Regions from separate parts of the Arachis hypogaea genome. Here region 2 is linked to region 1. A link is a contact called in public Hi-C data. All regions are on one chromosome and are shown on one strand. The core of a region is the stretch at or near the end of the contact, and the rest is flanking DNA. Distances in the headings are between cores, read along the strand shown. Region 1 overlaps LOC112796678 (cytochrome c6, chloroplastic). Region 2 has its middle 5.6 kb from the start of LOC140184428.

Region 1 (7,448 bases), core at 2,549-5,048:
TCTTTTAAGTCTTTTGAAAATTTAGTCGGGAAGAATACAATTGATACAAATTAAAAATGCAAGGAATAAAATTAAAATAAAATAAAATTTAGAAATATTTTTAAAATTTTTAATAAAATTTAAAAACAAAAAATAAACGTTATATTTATTATTATTATTACTATTATCATTTAACCAAAATCCAAATAATGAAGTAGTTAATTAATTAATAAAGAGCAGAAATTTCTGTGGTACACAATAATAATTGATTTAATTAGTGATACATGAAGAAGATTCAAAATTTGATAGCTGGAACTATATATTATGTAATCAAGATTTTGTTTTATTTTGCAACCAAAGACACACTTGTAATCTCTGGACCCATCAAGAAGACACTCTTCACGTGGCAGCATATGCACAACTTGATATGTAGCTCGTGATGAGGCTCTAAATCTAGTAGTCTACTTTAATTTTTAATGAAGAACCTCACTAAATTAAACTAACAAAATCAAACCTAGCTAAATAATGCTGCATTCATTAATTAATGAATCTTTCTGAAGTATGGAGAAATTTGTAATCAACAGTGACATATATGTCGCTATATTATAGTCTATATATTTATTGGTTATTAATTAATAAAAAATGTCTCTTTATGCCAGATGTATATATATTAATGGAAAAGTCTAGAGAATAAGTAATTTTTGTATTTTTTGGCTAGTACTTAACTATAAAAAAAATGAATGATTTTTTATTATTAAATATAATTTCATACCATTAAAAATACTGTTGATAACTAATTAATGATTATAAAATACCAAAATAAATGACGCTTAGCATTCCTTTATATACACCAATAAGCTGTTTGCGCCAATTTTCGAACAATCAACTGTTTCCATCAGTTTTAGAAGGTTAACAGGAAAAAGAATTAGAGAAAAATAAATAAACATTTGTACACAATAAATCAATAATTATATATTTGTGTATAAATATATATAATTTAATTTATTTTTAATATATATTTATATTAGTGATTGATTTTAATGTATATTAATATATTTGTATGAAAAATTATATATTTATGTGTCATGCATGAATTATTTTAGAAAACATGACAAGTATTTTGGACATTGCATTTGTTATTCTTTAAAACAAAAGCTGACCTTTTATAATTTGTTTGACCAGTGTATGTAAGTAGATTATGATTTAGTGATTTACGTTTTAATAAGAAGCATATACGTACGGATATTAGGGTTTTGCTTCCACAAGGGATTGGACAATGTACAATAAGGACACCACCTTCTGAAAAATGGTAAGACTATTTTCAAAGAACAAAACTTGAAAAAATTGGTTATTTAGCAATTAGAATAACGGTTAAGAATAATAGAATATTGAATTTGAAGATGCGTGGATAATATTATCCGAGAATTAATATTTTAATACACTAGCTTCTAGTAAGATTAGTAACACAACCCACATCTGCGGATATATGTTGAACCTGTTCTAATCCAATCAGAGTGAATTAAAAATCAACCCATAACGAATAAGATCTAATTTGAGTACCGAACTTACTCGATCTATCCGTCTAATCGACCTTCTTAATATATAATATGTAATGTTCATAAAATATATATATATATATATATATATATATATATATATATATATAGAATAAATAAATAAAGATTTGAATCTAAATTTTTGTATTTTACACAAATAATTAGTGCCACTAAATTAATAACTGAATTTCTTAATTACAAACAAATAATATTTGATATTATAATATATACAAAAACTAAATGTTGTGTTTAAATAAGCTCTCGACTATCAACTTCACGTAAAGTCGACTGCACTTACGTTTTCACCTTAATTATATTCTATCCTATTCTATCTATTTCTACCCCTATTTCTGTTTATCAAAGAAACAGCTTTGGCAAAAGGTGTGTAGTGGGGAATATATTCCCTTAAATGCCAGAGAGCCACAATATATATATTTTCAATAAAAGGTTTATTTATTTCAATATTTTCACAAAATATTTGACTTTTGTATTTGTTTGAGGATTGTTTAAGTTAATAGAAAAAGAAATTTTTTTAATAATTTTTTTTATCTTTTAGCACGTATTTGATAAATTTTTAGTGATAAAAATAAAAATATTGAAAAAAATAAAAAATATTTTTTTGAGAAGTATTTTTTTAAAAAAAAGATATATTTTATATAATAGATAAATAAAAAATATTTTTATATTATTATACCCAAATATAATTGATAAATAAAAAAATTTTATATAAAATATCTAAACATAAAATTATTTTTATTTTTTATAAAATTTTTTAAAATAAAATAATTATAAAATTTTTTTTAAAAATTCATCCAAACAAATCCTTTATATTTAGGTCAATAATAAAATAATATTTCTTTAGGTTCCACCAATTTGGCATGAAGAGAACAGGGTTCACCCAAGATTAGAACATGCACGTGGCTCGAGAATCATTGTTTAGAATATCGTCAGTTCAAATAAACTTTTCGTTTTAATTGTTTCTTAGTTAATAGTTAAAAAAGGATAGTGGAGCCGCCATAGCTATCCTATATAGCTACATGGTGCGTGAACTAAATAATACAATGTTGGGCATGGTTTAATTTAGTTCAAAGCATGATCTTACCTCGTTTTTAATGAGAATTGTACTTGTTAGCCATTTTATTTCTCTTGCTTTTCCTTGTTGGCTTGTTGCTTCACTTCTCAAGCTAAAAAGTCAAGAGACATTGCCTCGGTGCGTGTACCAGCGAAGTGAATGAGACTTATAAATTGGTGAAATTCAGTTTTTTGTCTCTATGTATATTTTGACTTTTGGTTAGTTTTAGTTTAGAAATTAAAGATCTAGTCTAGGTCTCCATTATAAAATCAGTTTAATAAATAGAAAAGTGTTAGACAGCTAATATGTTTTTATTAATATTAGCTAATATTTTAAATTAATATTTTATTTTTATATTATTAAAATTTAGTATTTATAATTTAAAATTTAGAATATAATTTTTAGTATTTAGAATGAGCCAAATATTTGTTAAAAATAATATATTTTATTGATCATGTAATATTGTTATAATAAATATGCACTAAAAATGTAAATTAGTTTCATCGTACCATATTTTTATACATTACTTAATGGATATTAGTGTATGTATGAATTCATTATATGGTATGAACTATGAAGAGAAAAATGATTTAGTCTATAAAACACGAATACTTTAGTCGTATTCGCGTATCGGATATATTTTAGATACGATATTTATCAACATTCATTCGACACATGTATTTATTGTATCGAATCATGTCTTAATAAAAAATAAAAAATTTTTTAAACATATTTAGATACATCTAAATATTATCACATATCAGTATGTCTAATTTTATTTTTAACATGTATTATTAAAATAAATTTAATAATAATATATATTTTTATTTATTAAAATAAAAAATATTTTAAATATTTTATATAATTACAATAAGATATTAAAAATAATTAATAAATTAATTTATATTTTAATATTAATAAAATATTAAAATATTATTATAATTTATCTAAAAAATATTTTATATATACATATTGTTATGTCTTATAAAACTTTAAAATTTGGTGGATTTAGTTATATTTACAGAGAATGGAAGTTGCATGTAAATGGATCAAAAAAATTCGATACTTATATGAATTATTTTAAGGAACTGATATATTCCTCTTGTTTTTTGCGGACCTTAGGAACTGATATGATGTTCAAATTACATATTACAAAGAAGATAGAGCAAACTGTGTGTGTACAATAATGGGCAACTCTCTTTTTTCTTGGGTCATTAAATGGCACTTTTCGCTCCTCATAGTGATTCAACTTACCCAAGAAATAGGCCCATGCAAAGAAAAAGAAAAAATTAATTAATAAAAGCAGATCATTGATGCCAAAAAAACAAAAAACGAAAAGACAAATCATTTAAGAGAAAACAAATTCTCTCAGATTATCGATATTTGTCTCCCTTTCCGGTATAAAGGTCTTGGATTTGAGCCTTAGCTAAGTCGTAACGTATAGTGTATGCAACAAAAACAAGGGGAAAAACTCGAATTAATCAATCTACTAAATATTATTTCACCTATTTGGCCGCGGCCTAACCTTTGCCTTATTATCTTATATCTTGATTTTTCTTGAATAAAATGAAATGTCTTGTCAAAAAAAATAAAAAAATAAAACCAAAACTCAAATATGAAAATCGAAGATCAAATTCTTAAAAGAAAAATGTCAGTAATTAAAAAATGAAAAAAAAAAAACACTAGACTCGAACAAAATCTAATATAGTATTCTCCAATCCTCTGATGTATCTTGTAAGCATTGCATAGGGCAAAAATAAGCCTAAATGTAGTGATTATTTTTGGATAGTTGGCCAACCTTGATCTGCCTGTGACTTAACAAACTGAGCCAATACTTTGATATCTTGGTCTTCCAAACGAGCTCCAAATGTGCACTGCCCGCGTGGCTTGCATTCTTTTCCAAACCCCTACACGATAATATAAATATATAATAATACAAAATGAGTCACTCAAATGTTACATACCCGAGATAACTTACTGGCATTCTTCCTTTGCCATAATATGTTACACGGTAGATTGCTTCTTCTGTATCAACTCCATTCCTGTGGTAGCATTAATATTTGGATTACTTCAAACATACTTAAACAAAATTCTCAAGTTTTCTACATGGACTTAGGTTGCTGTGTTGTGGCAGTTACCTCTGTAAATCCTTTGTAAATAGAGTTGCCCCCTGAAAGGGAAAAAGAAAATGAAAAGAATAAAATTTAGCTACGACATAGAAGATGCGATGTCATGCATAATTAATTATATGATAGAAGATTATGCTTACTGGTTGTATTACGTTACCACCTGCATCATGGCATCCAATACAAGATTGTTGAAACAATGTGGCTCCTCTCTGAATTTCTAAGGTTTGCGCACTTGAAACTGTACAACCAAAAGAATCTCAGAGAAGCTAGCTCCAATTATTGCAATGGTAAACTTTTCTCTTTTATTTGTATTAATACTATCGTTAATACTACTAGAAAAAAAATAGACAGAATTTATCTTATTTAATATTTATTAATTATTTTGTTATTAAATATTTTTGTAATCCTATTAAAAGTAGTTATTAGATTAGTTGATATTTTTTTTTTGCAACCAATACAGTTAGTAGTTATATCAGAATGCATCTAAAAATAGCATTTACATAACTATTAATAATTATACTAGCTGTAAAAAAAATATCAACTAGTTTATTAGTTACTCTTAATAAATACCTGGGTTAACTAATCTTTTTATAAATTATATTTATCTAATAATAATAATAATAAATGTGAAATCAGTAAAAATAATAAATATTTTATATTTTAGCTAAGAAATTTTATGTTTGAGTTGACGTAAATAAATTTATAGTTATAGTCACTACAACAATATAGATTATTTTTTAGGGTTATAATGTGTAAAAGAAAATTAAAATTTGTCAAAAAAACAAATTTTGACATTATTTTAACTATGAAAATATGTTAATAAAAGTTTTGTCAAAAATAGTATTTTTAACATATAAGCGATTGTGAAAAAAATTTAAATCTTATTTTGATAAATATTGGCTGTCAAAAATAATTTATTAGAAAATTTTGAGAACATATTTTCTGTGATACTTATTAATTGTCAAAAATACTATTTATTTTGACACTTATGGACTATAAAATATTCTCGACAAAAAATTTTGACAAAAAATTTTAACAAAAAATGAGATGTGATCTTGAAACTATCCTAAACTGAGAACAGTGTGATGTCAAAATTAACAGAGCCCAAAAAAGAAAAAAAATAGTAAAATAAATTGAAAACAAATGAGTGTCAAAATTGAGGAGTAATTTTCTACGGTCAAATTTTTCGTCAAGAAAATATAGAAAATTTGACATTTGTGATATTTGTCAAAAATATATATTAATTTTGACATTTAATTATGATATTAAAAAATAAAATGTCAAAATAACTCTATTTTCTTGTAGTGAGTCTAAAATTTAAAAGGTCTCCATTTGTTTCCGGTTTAATGTGATAAGTGCTGACGTGGTGGGTTAAATGATGACGGAATACGATTATGTCTTATCATATTAATATTTCAATTTGTTATGTTAATATTTAACTTGTCACGTTAATATTTGACAAAATAAATTATCAACATGAAATCTTGATTTAAGTAACTTTTTTATTTAGAGTCTAATAAGTTTTTATTTGTCTCTGGTTTGATGTGTTAAGTGTTGGCTTGATAGATTAAATACTGATATAACACGTTTTGTTAAGTCAATATTTTAATTTATTATGTCAGTATGTTTAACAGAATAAATTAACAATGTAAAATCAAACGCAAACATTTTGAAGTTTATTAAACTAAAACCAAAAGATAAATTTTACAGGATTAACACAAAAAGCTGTATATATTTTATATAAACCCAAAAAATTTAGGTAAATTCTATTCAATTCTCTCTCAAATAAAGGATAAGTTATCTCTTATAACATGTCTAATAACTATTGAATGAAATAAATTATGTTATTATGGTTAACATTAATTCTTAATTTAACTTGAGTTTTGTGATAAATCGGTTCGAACTTTGAGCAACAAGGGATGAACACTGAACATTTAAGAATAAGAGAAGAGAGTTTTTGAATTCCAAATTCTTGACGTGAATTGCAGAGACTGAAAATTCGATTAGTGAATCTTAAATTGTTGATATTACAAGTTTAGCTATATATATAGTGTAAATGCCACTAACTAACTATCTTACTGCTAACAGAAAAATAACTCTTTAATTAATTCTATATATGTCAGCAAATTAGTTATGTAGAGCAGTGTGAAATGTGAGTAGAAAAGGGTGAAATCTGATGGTATGAAGCTGGTTCACACCTCCCCTCCTCTCAAGGTTGGGCTTATAAAGGTCATATAAGCCAAGCTTGGAGTGAGAAGAAGAGAGGGGTGTAGGGGAGAGGACTTTAGTGAAGATATCGGCAGTTTGGTGTAATGTGGAGATGGGAAGGAACTTGATAACTTGTGCTTGAGCCTTATCGCGTACTATATAGCTGACAGTTTCTATATGTTTGGTACGTTCGTGGAACACCGGATTGGTCGCAATGTGCAATGCAGATTGACTATCACAATAGATAGCTGTTGGTCTGAGGATTGGAATTTGGAGATCTTGAAGGATGAAGATGATCCGTTGAGCTTCACATGTTGAGGCAGCCAAGGCTCTATACTCGACTTTAGTAGAAGAGCGAGTACCGGTAACCAGTTTCTTACTCTTCCAAGTAATTAGCGTAGTACCCAAAAAAAAAAAACAATAGCCGAATATTGTGTCAAGGCAGGTGGCCCAGTTACTATCTGAGAAGCCGGTGAGTTGTAAATCTGATTCGATTTTGAATAA
Region 2 (7,448 bases), core at 2,254-4,753, 51 kb before region 1:
TAAAATTTTGAGAACAGAGACAAAAATTTTAATACACTAGTCTCTAACCCAACAAACATAATATTGAGTCTCAGTATCTCAACCTTCAAAACAACCGCTACCTAAGGAACATTTTTACTAGCTATTATTCATCAGCAACCGTACATCACGGTCTTCCTCCAAACCAAGCCAAGTAAAAGATTAATGTTAGAGAATCAATTCTTTCTTTCTAATAGATATTAGTTTAATTTTTTTTAAATAGATTATTTTATTTATTTTAAATTTTATATTTTAAGTAATTAATATTTAATTTTGATTTTTAATCATAAATTTTAAAAAATTAAATTCTCTAAAAGAGTTAAATTTTTAAAATTAAAAAATATTAACTAATGTTAACCAACTAAAAAATAGTTTTTATACTTTTTCAAATACTAAAAATCTTCAAAGTCTCTCAACATAAATATATAAGAAGAGTTTAATTTTATTTATAAAAAATATTAACTACTAAAATTAATCATTATATATTTTTACATAAATAGATATAGTTGGTATATATTTAATATAGTTGTTTATTTATTTATATGCACTAATGCACTAGTATTAAATTCTTTTACGTTAAATTTTAATTAGTTTTTATTATCTACTATATGTATCTGTTATATTTATATATGAAGAGGACAAAGAGGATTGAAAACGAAATAGTAACCATATTAACTCCATTCTTTTATTATTGTACATATTTAATAAAAAATAAAAATGATGTCTATTATTTATCTATTAGTATAAATAAAGTGGGTTTTTTAAGGTGTATAAGTTATTAGTTATTTCTGTGTATGTATGTGATAACACTTTCATGTAAAATATTTGTACATCTACAATACAATGAAAATAAAACTCGAGAAAAAAAAATCTTCAAAACATTTTGGGATGAGGATTGATTATTTATGAGTTAATCAGGATTTGGTTAATACTAATTCTAAACAAGTAGTATTAAAGATACTGTTCCCGCATGTGCTTTTGCTACCACTTCGTCCCTACACCAACATAATCACAATTTAATACTGTCTGCTAATTATTAATTATGTGCAAAATAATGTATAAATTTATAATAAAAAAATTGTTAGACCAGTGATATACAATTTCGTTTCTTGTAAAAATAGGGAAAACACAAATTTATAGTGGGTTTGATTTGCGTTTTTAGTTTAGTATTTTTATTTTAAAAATTTTATATATAAAAAAACGAAAAACTGTAAAAATAATTAAATATTGTTTTTGTTTTTACTTTAATTTTTCTTAAAATTTTAAAAATAAAAATTCAAACTAAACACACTTCTAAATTTTGGAAAATCTACTTATTGAAAAGAGTAACCTTAAATTTTTTATTTCTAAAATTGAGATAATAAACCTCCAATCATTTTAATTAATTTTAAGATAGATCTATCCTTAAAAAAAAAAAAAAGGGGCAGGTTGGTGGAATCAGTTGAGGGATGCTCTCTTTTTGTCTTTAGCTTTGGGTGGTTTCTCTGTCTTTGGTTGACAAACAATGACATATTAGGCAGACCAAATGGAAGGGCAAAGGAGAAAGGACCACAGATACATACATTATTAATTTATTATACATATATAATAATAATATGAAAACCTTTTTCAATAGTATCCTCTGATTAATGGATATAGTGTCACATGCTTTTGCTTTTGTAGTTTTCCTCTATCAAATTTGTATTATTAATTAATTAATTAATATTATATTGTTGCATTGCTTGCAATCTCAATTGATTAATTAGGTCGTAGTTGTGACTTGTATATATGTGGTGGTTGTGGATAAAACCCTACATATTAGGGCTGCTCCCTTTACCAAACGTATTAGGGTTCTCTTCTTTCTTTTCTTTATCTTAATTTGGTCCCACTTGTGCCTTTGATAACTTAATTTAGGGTCCAACAAGAGAATTAACTACTTTTTTTCCCCAACCCATAATATGATATAGGGCGAGCAGAAAAAAATGAATTTACTGATGAATAATATTAACTCCTTTATAAATATTCTTTCTTAAAAAATAATCTAAGTTGTCATTATAAGTTTTAATATTTAATCATATAATATTAACTTAATCATCTGTACTATTTAAGAGTCATATAAACATAAATACCTGATTAAATCACTATGTGCAAAATAATGCATACAAGAGTTAAACTTTGATTTAATATTCCCTCTAATTTTGTCTTTCATGAATTTCAATGTAACAATTCTTTTCTTTTATTTCTTTTTTCGGATACTGGATTTCACGAGATCCTTAAAGGAGGGAAAGGCTAATTTAATACTACATATGATACTAATTGACTCATGAAAATGTACTTTACTCTTAATTCTTAGGGCACTATATCATGAAAAAAATTTCATAAAATTGCTTGATTAACAGGAGAAAGTATATTAATGGTTTTAGATTTATCACATCTCCGTCAACAAAAATATATATATATATATATATATATATATATATATATATATATATATATATATATATATATATATGACGTCTTTTCAAGCAAAAAATTATTTTTTAGGATTTTTATAAATTTTGTATATTTTTAAATATATCTTATGCTAAAATTTTTTAAATTAACAAAAATTCTTATATCTTTATGTTATAATTTTTTTTATATGTATGTTATAAAAATTGATACAGTATCAACAAATTATTTGTTTTAAAAAGTTTAAGCGAATAAATTAAAAAATGACATAAATAAATAACAAAATGACCATAATTAAGAAACACCTAAATAAGCATTTGTTCCAGTGTTTGGCTAAATCAAGGTAAAGATTCCATTTTTGAGAGCAAATGACATTTCATCATGGCCAACTTTTGATTTGTTTCATCACCAACTGCCCCATTTCATTTCAACCATTATTAGAAAACACAACAAACAAACCAAATAAGACAAAAGATCACGAAGGAAACAGTATCCTGATAATAGTTCGTTAGCAATGCAACTAGTCAACTACGGTTTTCTTTAGCACTTTTGTTCTCCAATAATATAGAGTAATAATGATATTTTTTAGGTGTACGAAATGAGTAATAATGATAACGAGAATATTAGAAAGATAAAAAAAAGTTTAAATTTAGTTTATTTAATATTTATTAATTATAATAATAATTAATAAATAATAAATAAGATAAATTTTGATTGTTTTTAATTAATTTTTTTATTATCAAATATTTTCATAATGATAATGATAATACAACAACATTTATTTTTTTTTAAATATTGGAAAATTAATAAATCATCAAGCTATAAAAATAAGGAAACAAATTAAAGGCAAGACTTCCCTACTTTACATCATAGTAATAATTATTGTCCTTTTTATTGATTATTTTGATCTCTTTCTTCTCTTTTACATATATTCGGGTACGTCATGAGAATAATTTTTTTTTCTTTTTGTATATGATTTGATGCTTGGCTTACCATTGAAATCAAATTGCTACTGATTGACCAATCTTTTAGCTGATTCATCATTTCATTCAACTCGAGCTCTTTTATATTTTATTGTTTTAGTAAATATAATAATAAGGTTTAACACGTGTATTGAGTAAAGGAAAGAGCCAAAATATAGAGTATTGAGTTACTCTATTATAAGGATCAAAAGATGATAAAATTTTTCTAATTAATTTAGCTTATTCAAGGAGTTTAATGTTTAAGTAAAGGTAGGTCCATATGTTAAACATTTAGAATATGGAATGTCTACTATTCAATTAGCTGTGTTTTTTAATTTAATATTTAATTGAAAAATAATATCAATACATTTAAATTGATGTCTCATTTTTGTACATTTAATTTATAATCATTAATTTAATTACAATTCTTTACTTTTATCCACTTTTTTTTTTAACAATATTTTTCGCTTTACCAAATTAAAGACTAATTTATTGTAGATTAAAACTTCATTTAAAAATTTATCATTGACCAATAAATTTTATTTTTAGTTTAATATTTAAGTTAATACCTCAAATTGACATCAATTAAAAAATACAAATAATATACCTATAAAATTATGAGTCATAAAAAAGCTGGTATGGAAGTTAATCTATAATAAAAAAAATTATGGGTTAAAATTATGTGAGCAAAGTACGAAAGAGGACGATATTATTCCTAAAGTTAATAAAAAGGTTAGTAGCTCTAACGCGTGGATTGGCATCTCGAAGGTTTGAAAAATTTTTTAAAAAAATTTAATCTGAAGAATAGAAAATGGAAAAAATATCTCTTTTTGGGACGATTGTTGGATCCCTAACTTTCCTAAATTAAGGAAGCATGTTGTGATCAATCTTGATGAAAAAATGTTTAATGAAAAGGTGTGTGACTATACAAATAATATGGGTTCTTAGAACTGAACAGTGCTAAATCAGGTACTGCCAGAGAAAATTATTGACCACATTCATATTTTAAAGGCCCCTAATCTAACTATTGGAGTGGATACGATCGAGTGGCTTCCAGGAGTAGATAGTAAATTTACAATAAATCAGCCTACGATGCTTATTTCAGAAATAGTGACAACATAAATAGAATGTATAAACATCGCACCTTTGAAAGATTAAATTACCTCAAAGGCTCAAGACCTTCAGTTGACTTCTCACTCATGAGGCTCTTCTAACAAATAGTAAAAGGAAGAATAGAAATCTCACTGAGAATGACAGTTGTTCAAGATGCTATGGAGAAGAAGAGACGTTGCTCCATGCTTTACGCGATTGCCTCTATATCCATACGGTATGGATTAGCATCGTTAACAGAGACTCACATGATACTTTCTTCAATCAATCTTTCTAATATTAGATAAGAACAAATCTTTTTTTAGTTTTTCGGAATCAGTATGGGACTTCATGACCCATAATTTTCGTCACAGCTTACAATACCGCTTAGAGATGCAGAAATGACCTCATATTCAAAAATAAAATTTTACAAATTAACCACCTACACCAGATGATTAGAAAAATAACTAAGAAAAATAATTTTACTTTGAACATTACAGTGCATCGCAACAAACTTCTAAAAGATACAAAAAAAGAGCTAGTTGGCTAAGAGCCTTCGAATTGGAACTGGATGAAACTTAATTAATGTAGATGGCTCGGTCGTCCTTCAATCCGATAACAGAGGTGCGTGTGGTGGAATCATTAGAGATTGGAATGGTCGCACCATCGCCATTTTAGCATGAATATTGGGGCTTGTACTATAACTCTAGCAGAGCCATAAGATTTATGTGTTGGAGTTAATCTTGTCTCCGAACTTGGCATCACAAAAGTGATGGGATCAGACTCGAAATATGTTTTGTCACTGGTCCAAAAGACGTCGCCAAAAAATATGGCAACTCATCACTAATCATATTCATCCAAAAAATTGTGGTGAAATTGGAGAGAGTTGAAGTTAGGCACATCTTTAAGAAAGCCAATTTTTGTGCCGATTACCTTACTAAAGCTGGTCAGGGATATCTCCAAGGAGTCAATTTCTTTGAAAACCTTTTTTTTAGATCAATAGTGAACAACTCGACCATTTTAGGGAGTACAGAGTACTAATATCAAGTGATTAAATTTAATCCCCTTCGACATTGCCATCAAGGATCAAAATAATAAAAAAAAAACAGAATAGATGATAAACATAAACTAATAAACAAGTAAACAATGCATATAGAATCAAAACATTCCTCAAATGTAATACGTTGAATTAGATTTTTTGTTGTGTACTTCCATCACCTGTGCTGCATAAGAAGCCAATGGACTCACTTTTTCTACTTTATCCATCTATAGTTCTCAATTATTACCCTTGCTCACTCTTTTCTTGACTTGTATTTACTTTCTCCTTTGAACTCCACATTTGTGTTCTAGAATATATGTTTTATGTTGCTTGTCTTGTTTCTTAAAAATCTCAACTCCCAATTTGTATCCATATTTACATGTAGCCACTTTACAATGTATTTATTATCAACAATCATTTTTATATCTTCTTCTTTTACTCCTACCTCTTCGAGAACAAATTGCAAAGACATTTGCAGTCCCACCAGTAATGCATATTTCATTGACTCATGACTCACCAAATTACCCATATAACAGTGTATTTCTTCATTTGGTTCCTGTAAATATCTACCAACACAAAATATATTTCTATCTGGTTTATATCAAATACAGTTCTACCATATCCATTTTCTGTCTTCTTCAAATTGCACTTTTCTCCTATATACACGACTTCTCAATTTTTTCACCTCATACCATTGGTTTATTATTCTTTTACTTTTTTCCACTCACTTTTTCATAAAACAACTTTATTCTCAAAGATTTTACTATTCCTACAATTTCAAACAATCTACAAAATAGCAAAGAATAACATAATTCATTTTTTTTGACATATTGCACACATTACAATTGATCCAACCCTCAAACCAAGTTCTAACATCGTTTATTTCTACCCAACACACACAACCCGCATTCAAGGTCATAGATCACATTTTTGAGCAAAAAGAGCAATGAAAAAAAAAGTGATTTATCGACTCCTGCCCCTTCTCACATAAAGCACAAGTCCCTTCACCTTGGCTTATAATTCCCTTCCTTATTAGTTTGTCCTTTGTATTCAACCCATCTGTTATTACAAAATCACATGAGCATCTCAATTATAGGTAGTACCAACCCTCTTCATAGATCATCAAAGACATGCTTTATAGTTGGCTCCCCATATATTTTTTCTTCGGCTACATTGATGAATGATTTTACATTGTATCTTCCATCCGACCTAAATCTCCATGAGGTATTATCCCTGTTACCTGCACATAAGAACACACTATCTAAAATGTTATTTAATTCTTCTATTTGTACTCTCTTCCTCTCAAAAAAATTTTTTTGCCATTGGAGACTCCACACCCATGATGAACCGATCCACACCCACACTCATATATAGTGCTATTCTTCTTATGAAACCGCAAATAGCCTTGGAAATTTATCTTATAGTGATACATTCTCAACCCATATATCTTTTCACAACCTTATTTCTTTACCATTTCCAACACATTTTCTCCATCCATCCTTGCAAATTTCTCTGTACAACTCATTCTTCTTTGCAAGGTTCATAATTTCCTTCCATGGACCATTGGATCCTTTATCATTGTGCTCTTCAACCGGCATGCTCTTGTCTACATCATAACAAGATCTAATTACTCTCTTCCACAGTGGTTTATTTTCATCCGAGTACCTCCACCACCACTTAAACAACATGGCTGCATTTTTCATTTCTATATCCCCAACTCCAAGTCCTCCGTGCTCTTTAGCCTTTTGAATAGTGCTTCATTTGATTGTTGGCATAAATTTCTTTTTTTTTTGTTTCTCCAGAAGAATCTCTTTTGCACCTGTATAATTTAATCCTCTTATGTCCTCTTATATGCAATTCATCGGGATGATGATTGACTTCTAAAAGTTGATATTTAGCTCTGACATCAA

Evidence for each region. Hi-C and Micro-C count contacts between places; a contact is called where the count stands out from the background.
Region 2: a contact with region 1 is called in a Hi-C map of leaf, with 2.1 times the contacts expected there. The contact joins two enhancer-like sites. A contact is called at or near these places in 3 of 8 Hi-C or Micro-C datasets (leaf and an unstated tissue).

The regions. Positions count from the first base shown.
Region 1 is chr4:37,558,936-37,566,383 of arahy.Tifrunner.gnm2.J5K5, reverse strand. LOC112796678 (cytochrome c6, chloroplastic) reads right to left here. Exons shown (of 7, transcript XM_025839249.3): 3 at 4,877-4,974; 4 at 4,746-4,777; 5 at 4,586-4,649; 6 at 4,406-4,514; 7 at 3,649-3,856. The coding sequence ends at 3,843. Among protein-coding and RNA genes, the nearest start is that of LOC112796678, 11 kb to the right of the region's middle. Within about 2 kb of position 3,798, at least 2 of the 3 cell types and tissues checked have open chromatin away from gene starts, as enhancers often do.
Region 2 is chr4:37,609,351-37,616,798 of arahy.Tifrunner.gnm2.J5K5, reverse strand. No RefSeq gene overlaps it. Among protein-coding and RNA genes, the nearest start is that of LOC140184428, 5.6 kb to the left of the region's middle. Within about 2 kb of position 3,503, at least 1 of the 3 cell types and tissues checked has open chromatin away from gene starts, as enhancers often do.